Linked DNA regions of Sus scrofa: region 2 is linked to region 1. Evidence: chromatin contacts called from public Hi-C data. All regions are on one chromosome and are shown on one strand. The core of a region is the stretch at or near the end of the contact, and the rest is flanking DNA. Distances in the headings are between cores, read along the strand shown. Region 1 holds the start of LOC110257570 (TRPM8 channel-associated factor 2-like). Region 2 holds the start of GSTK1 (glutathione S-transferase kappa 1).

Region 1 (3,340 bases), core at 400-2,899:
GATTGGTTAACCACTGTGCCAGGACGGGAACTCCCCCGAGAGTCTATTTTTATTCTGCAAATAAGTTCATTTGTATTCTTTCTTCAGATTCCACATATAGGTGATATCATATGGCGTTTGTCTTTCACAGCCTGACTTAGTATGACAGTTTCTAAGGATAGACCCATCCGTGTTGCTACAAATGGCAGTTAGACTGATTAGATAATTGTGAGCTGTCTTTGGCTTAAAGAATAGAAATGTACTTTGTCATGGTTCTGGAGGCTGGAAGAACAATATCAAGGTGCCAGCACGGTTTGGCTTCCCAGAAGCCTCTCTCGGTGGCTTGGGCCGGTCACCTTCTCCCTGTGTCCTCACAGTTTCCATCCCTGGCCTCACTCAGTGGGTCTAGTTGGGCTCACACATTGCCCTAAGCTGTGGCGTAGGTCGCAAAGGCGGCTGGGATCCCACGTTTCTGTCTGTGGCTGTGGTGTAGGCTGGCAGCTATAACTGTGATTCCATCCCTAGCCTGGGAACGTCCATATGTTGGGGGTGAGGCCCCAAAAAGCAAAAAACAAACAAAGAAAACAAAACGAAGAGACAGTCATAAATATTTAAGAAAAACGGACACATCCGATCACTTTATCAACAGTGAGAAGATTTACAGGTAGAACCAGTGGTAGCACCACAGGGTGGGGGGAGGGTGCTATAGGGATCTGAAGCTCCCTTCTCGTAATCACTCTCAAGTTATAGCGTTCACTTTCCTACCCCTTCCTGCTTCCTGTCCCCCCCCCCAAAAAAAACCTCCACAAAAATAAAAATAGCGCATCTGCTGCGCAAAGCTGTTCAAAATCAGATTCCTAGTAAATCTAATACGCTAACCTTGATTTTGACCTTCTCACCCCTCTCAGGTAGAAATTCAAGCGGCAGCCACTCCAAAGCTTGGCTGCAATGGACGTGTCTGGTGCTGTAACACGCACGTTTCCTTCCCTGCCTGTCACTGCGCAGCACCTCAGTCTACAGCCCCAGACCGACCTCTTCACGCTGAGCTCCCTGGGCGCCCCGTCCCACCAATAAATCAACTCCTGCACAGGGTGCACGGCCGGGGGCTGACCACCAGGGGGCAGCCCCTGAACGCAGGAGGCGCCGGGCCAGCGCGACGCGGCGGTCGCAGTTCCGGCAGCGAAGGGGCCCCGCCTCCACGCTGGGCCAAAGCAGACCCTCGGCCACGGCGTAGGTCACTGCGGGGGGTTTGTCCTCCCCGAGTCTGGTGTGTAGGAGACGCGGCGCTTGCGCTCCTCACCAAATCAGACACGAATGCCGCCGAGCTCCCGTCGCACCGCCGGAACCCTCCGAGGGTCGAGCAGCGGGCTTTGGCTCCGCCCCAGCGGGCGGGCGGACCCCGCCCACAGGGGACGGACCCCGCCCACAGGGGACGGACCCCGCCCACAGGGGACGGACCCCGCCCACAGGGGACGGACCCCGCCCACAGGGGACGGACCCCGCCCACAGGGGACGGACCCCGCCCACAGGGGACGGACCCCGCCCACAGGGGACGGACCCCGCCCACAGGGGACGGACCCCGCCCACAGGGGACGGACCCCGCCCACAGGGGACGGACCCCGCCCACAGGGGACGGACCCCGCCCACAGGGGGCGGGCTGCGCACCCCGCCGGTTCCCGGCACGCCTCCGGCACTGCCCCAGGTGCGGCGGGACGGGTGGGGCCGTGGGGAGGTGGCCTTGACCGCGGCTCCGACTCCCCGCCCTGTCCGCCAGCTTGTGCCGGCCGCGCCCCAGGACCGCTCGCAGAGCCGCCGCACCGGCCTCAGCGCCCGAGCCCGCGCAGCGCACCAACCCGGCCGCCGCAGTGTGAGTTTGCCGAGCGCTTTCGCTAGCGCGTCCGCGGGATGGGGTGCGGTGGGGGCCGAGCGTGCGCCGCCAGGCGCCGGACGCAGGCCGGCGAACGCCTAGCTGTCGGGGTGTTCTTAGGTTTACGTTTTCGTTTCGTTTCCACAGTTGTCTCAATACACTTTCTCTCGCCTCTCGGAATTTGGGAGTCAAGACTTTGGGAACAGACGAGTGATTGCGTGGGTGGGTCTTTGCGCGCGCGCGCGTGCACGTAGTTCCGGAGAGTTGGGATCCGAGTTCTGAGAACTTTTTACACTTCTTCTGGAGTCTTTTGGTTGTTTTCCTGGAAAATTGGGGAGTCCTGATTCGTGACAGATGTCCCTGTCTGCTCAGAGGCGGTTAGCTTGACCTCATGCTTGCGACTTGTCTCTGCTTTTCTTACTGGAAACGGGGCAAGCCGAGATCCCTCAGCGCACGCTCCAGCCCTCAGCTGCAGACTGTGGAGTTTTGTGAATTCACTTGCCTGGCGGCGGTATTAGGAAATACGGGGCAGTGCTCAGGGAACCAGACCTCCTGGAGCTATCGAGTATGTGAAAGGTACAAAGTCTAGAAAACCGTGGGTAGCCTGGAGGCTTAACCAGGGTGAGACGCTCAGCTCTTACCTGGGGGGAGGCGATGAAAATGCAGGGTTCTGATTAGGAAGAGCTTTGAGTAGGATGGCTTGAGGCCAGCGGAACCCTGCTGTTATAGCACAGGGAACTCTACCCTATATTCTGCAATATATTCTTTGTGGGAAAAGAGTCTGAAAGAGAATGGATATGTGTATATGTGTAACTGAATAATTTTGTTATAGACCAGAAATTATCACGATCTTATAAATCAACTATACTTGTATAAAACGTTCAAAAATGAAGGGGAGAAAAAAGGGATGGCTTGAGTAAGATTGTAGATGAGACGGAAACCGGATTGGGTTCATCTGGGTGTGAAGGTGCCTTGGCTGAACTGACACTTGAGAAACAGATGAAAGATGAAGTGAGATGGCTGGTGGTGTGTGCAGACGGGAGGGAGGAAGGACAGGGTTGAGGCAGGTGCGGTGAAGGGTTTGGTGTCTGTCGATTTAGCTTGTTCCCCATAGCAAAGCCTCCTACAAGGACCAAGTGCAGGTAGCTTATTTGAGCCCATCACTGCAGAGTGATGAATCATATGGGGACGAGACCAGGAAGGAGGGGAAGCCCGCAGGGAAAGGCCTGCCGCTGAGCTGTTTACTGCTGTGGGCCTTGTGGACCTGGAGTCCTAGGTAGGCATTTACCTGGGAGCGGCTCCACCCAGTGATGCCGACTTGGGTGTCAGCTTCAGGGCTGCAGCTGGGCACCTGTTTAGGCGAGAAGGCTTCCCAATGCCCAGAAAGTCTTCCAGGGCAGTGGCTGAAGTCAGAGGTGGTCCAGGGTACCCAGAGCACCTACTACATGGCTCTGGTCCTTTGGGGACGCTAGAAAGGGCAGCAAAGGGAAAAGT
Region 2 (3,340 bases), core at 214-2,713, 370 kb after region 1:
GTGAGGAAGCGCATGGCTGTCAAACTTCCTGTGGGGCAGAGGCCCTCAGAAGTAGGGCCCTCCTAGCCTGCTTCCCATGGAAGACCAGCTCTTTCCTGCACCTGACACCCTGCAGTGCGCCATTGCCCTCAGCCCCCCACCCAAGTTTCTGGGAACTGATTAGTCCTGTTCTTCCTGTCCTTACGTCCCCACAACCTCGCTCAACTCTTATCCTGAGTTTTCCCAAGGTTTGTTGCACTTAACGTAGCACCTAAGCCTCTTCTTCCCAGCCTTGCGATCTCCAAATCTACTCCTCCCCACTTGATGCCCCATCTATATCCCATGTTTTTCACCTTTTCCAAGGATTGTAGAGAAGAAATCCTTGGGGAAGTGGATGGGAACCTGGAGATGGTGTCCCAGTCGCTTAATGTCCTCTTTCATGTACACAGCTTTGCGGGGAAGCATAGCTGGTGGCTGGTTTCCTGAAAATGGACAGTTAGGCTCACTGGTAAGAGACACCTAAGAGTCCCAGGCCCGGGGGACTCCTTCCCAGGCTTTGGGCAGAGGGCATATTACTGGCTGCTGCCACCAATATGAAACTCCAGTGGTAGCGCCTATGGGTCTCTGAAGTCAGTCTTCCCTCAAATCCTTGGAGAAAACGCCTTCCTACCGCTGTCTTTTAAGATCCCTGCAATTAAGCTTGGGCACAGCTGCAGGTTGACATTCCAGATGTTCTTGTACCGGCACAGGATCTGCAGGAGAGGAGGCGAAGATGGAGAGTGAAAGATGGGCAGTGAAAAAGGCTGAGGGAAGGGAAAGGTTCGTAGTAATGACCAGCCAGAGGCTACACGTGCAGGGAAGGGCTTAGGAGGAGGCCCTAAAGTGCTTGGTTTGAAATGGCAAAACTCTCTACGCCTAGAAATCCATCCCAGGATCTTTGTGGACAGTTTTTATCTGTTCTGCACGCTACCCCGCAAAACTGACATCTGAGGGCTAAGAAGTGGCGGTGCCATGGATTTCTCCTACATTCTCTGGAGCTGTTCCTCTTTCACTGTAGGAAACCCCTACTTTAGAATATAAGGGCTCTCCCTGGAGCCAGCGATCGTATCCTGTTTACCGACACAGTGACCTTCAGCCCTGGCTCTATCAACGTGTCTTAAACGCGCCGGGCAGAGCCAGGAGTTTCACAAGACTGCGGTTCCCGCGCCCCAAGCTCGCCCTTCCCTCTGCTCTCCAAGCCCCGGCTGAAGCGGCTCCCCAGGCGTCACCTCGAAGGCCAGCCAGGAGTAGGGGGACAGCACATCGTAGAAAAGCTCCACGGTCCGCGGGAGAGGCCCCATGCTGCAGCCGGACAACTGAGAAGCAAGCGCGGCCCAGCAAGCCGAGCGTTGATCGTTCCCTTTCTCCTGCGCGCAGCGTCCAGGCCGCGGCTCCAGGCGCAGAGTGAGGACGGGCCCCACCTTCGGCCCCGCCCCGATTCCCGGCCTCCCCGGGGTCAGGCCCCGCCCCGCCCATCCGCCCCGCCCCGCCCATCCTTCCCCGGAGCCCCGCCCCCGGCTCGGGGGACAGCCCCGCCCCGCCTCGCCCGCCCCGCCCTGGCCGCGCAGCCCGCAGCGGGCAGAGTCGGGCTGGCTGTGGGGTGCCCTGGAAAAGCGGAGAGCGCCCGGGAGGCGAGGGTGAGAGGATATCCCCTGCGGAGCGCGCCGGTGTGGTGACCCAAGCACCTCACGGTCACCGCCCTGCCCTGCAGTGGAGTCCGGGGCAAACGGACGTAGTTTAAGGGTGAGTGCTGGCCTCTCACTTAGCTGTGAGCCTCTGGCAAGCCCGTTGACCTCTCTGAACCGCAGTGGCCTCCTCTCTCGTAAACATAGGCATAAAAATAGGGTTTACATAATAATAACACTGCCTTATTCAGGCTTGTGGGGAGTGAAAGGATTACGATTCACCTCAGCTTTTAGTGTTACTTGGCAATTGCAAGACTTTCTGGGACTGGGCAGAGTAAGAAGTGACCCAATGATAATTTTTTTTGTATTTCTCAAGAGTTTAGCACAATGTCTGGAGTATATTTGATAACCAATATATTCTGAACGAAGGAGAGGATACCTTACTGCAGCGGTAATTGGAGGGATAATGAGGAATAGTCTGTTGTCTTCGTACTTGTAAATATGTCATATTGTCTTCTTTTTTTTTTTTTTGGCTTTTCTAGGGCCGCTCCCGGGGCATATGGAGATTCCCGCATATGGAGGTTCCCAGGCTAGGGGTCGAATCAGAGCTGTAGCCGCCGGCCTACATCAGAGCCACAGCAACAGGGGATCTGAGCCACGTCTGCAGCCTACACCACAGCTCACGGGAACACCGGATCCTTAACCCACTGAGCAAGGCCAGGGATCGAACCTGCAACCTCATGGTTCCTAGTCGGATTCCTTAACCACTGCGCCACGGCAGGAACTCCTGTCATATTGTCTTGTACTTGAATTACATTTATTGCAAAGAAACAAGTTTAAAAATTCCATTTAATTTTATTAAATTATTCTTAATATTACTAATTTTATGAATTGGAAAACTTACAAAGATTCCACTCATTTGTATGCATTGAAAAACAACCCTAGGGAGTTCCCGTCATGGCGCAGTGGTTAACTGAATCCAACTAGGAACCATGAGGTTGCGGGTTCGGTCCCTGCCCTTGCTCAGTGGGTTAACGATCCGGCGTTGCCATGAGCTGTGGTGTAGGTCGCAGACGCAGCTCAGATCCCGCGTTGCTGTGGCTCTGGCGTAGGCCGGTGGCTACAGCTCCGATTCAACCCCTGGCCTGGGAACCTCCATATGCCGCGGGAGCGGCCCAAGAAATAGCAACAACAACAACAACAAAAGACAAACAAAACAAAACAAAACAAAAAAAACCCTAAGACCATCAGAATACAAGGATACAGTGTAAACCTTTAAACTTTTACACAGAACATATAAAATGGAATGAGAAATGATGTTATCTTCACCCACTTTCACATTAAACTAATTGCATGATGATCAGTGAAACTAAATTATTGACATTAAAAAACTGTACTTTGTTTTTCTTCAACAGTGTTAGTTTAAAAGTATCTAAGAGCTAATTTAGCTTGGTCATAAGATTTTAAAAGTTGATCATCACTTTTATTTTAAAACCTTTATATCTGGAAATCATTTTAGACTTACAGAAGAGATACACAGGGAGTACAAAGAGTTTCTGCATTTCCCTCATCCAGCTTCTCCTAATGTGAACATTTTGTGCATATATAACTATCAAAACTGGGAAATTAACTGGATTACAGACTTCATTCCTATTTCACCATTTTTTCACTAATGACCTTTCTCTGTTCCAGGATCC

Evidence for each region. Hi-C and Micro-C count contacts between places; a contact is called where the count stands out from the background.
Region 2: a Hi-C map of liver shows a contact between it and region 1, with 13 times the contacts expected there. The contact joins the promoter of GSTK1 here to the promoter of LOC110257570 in region 1. A contact is called at or near these places in 1 of 5 promoter capture datasets (liver), 3 of 47 Hi-C or Micro-C datasets (heart right ventricle, liver and mesenteric adipose tissue) and 1 of 2 datasets of contacts at active chromatin or transcription factors (alveolar macrophages).

Annotation. Positions count from the first base shown.
Region 1 is chr18:6,631,333-6,634,672 of Sscrofa11.1, forward strand. LOC110257570 (TRPM8 channel-associated factor 2-like) reads left to right here and starts at 1,650. Exons shown (of 8, transcript XM_021078927.1): 1 at 1,650-1,846.
Region 2 is chr18:6,997,605-7,000,944 of Sscrofa11.1, forward strand. GSTK1 (glutathione S-transferase kappa 1) reads right to left here and starts at 1,464. Exons shown (of 8, transcript NM_001315574.1): 1 at 1,248-1,464; 2 at 650-731; 3 at 333-461; 4 at 1-28. The coding sequence starts at 1,319. It overlaps LOC106508196 (a long non-coding RNA gene), which reads left to right and starts at 1,562. Exons shown (of 4, transcript XR_001304823.2): 1 at 1,562-1,761.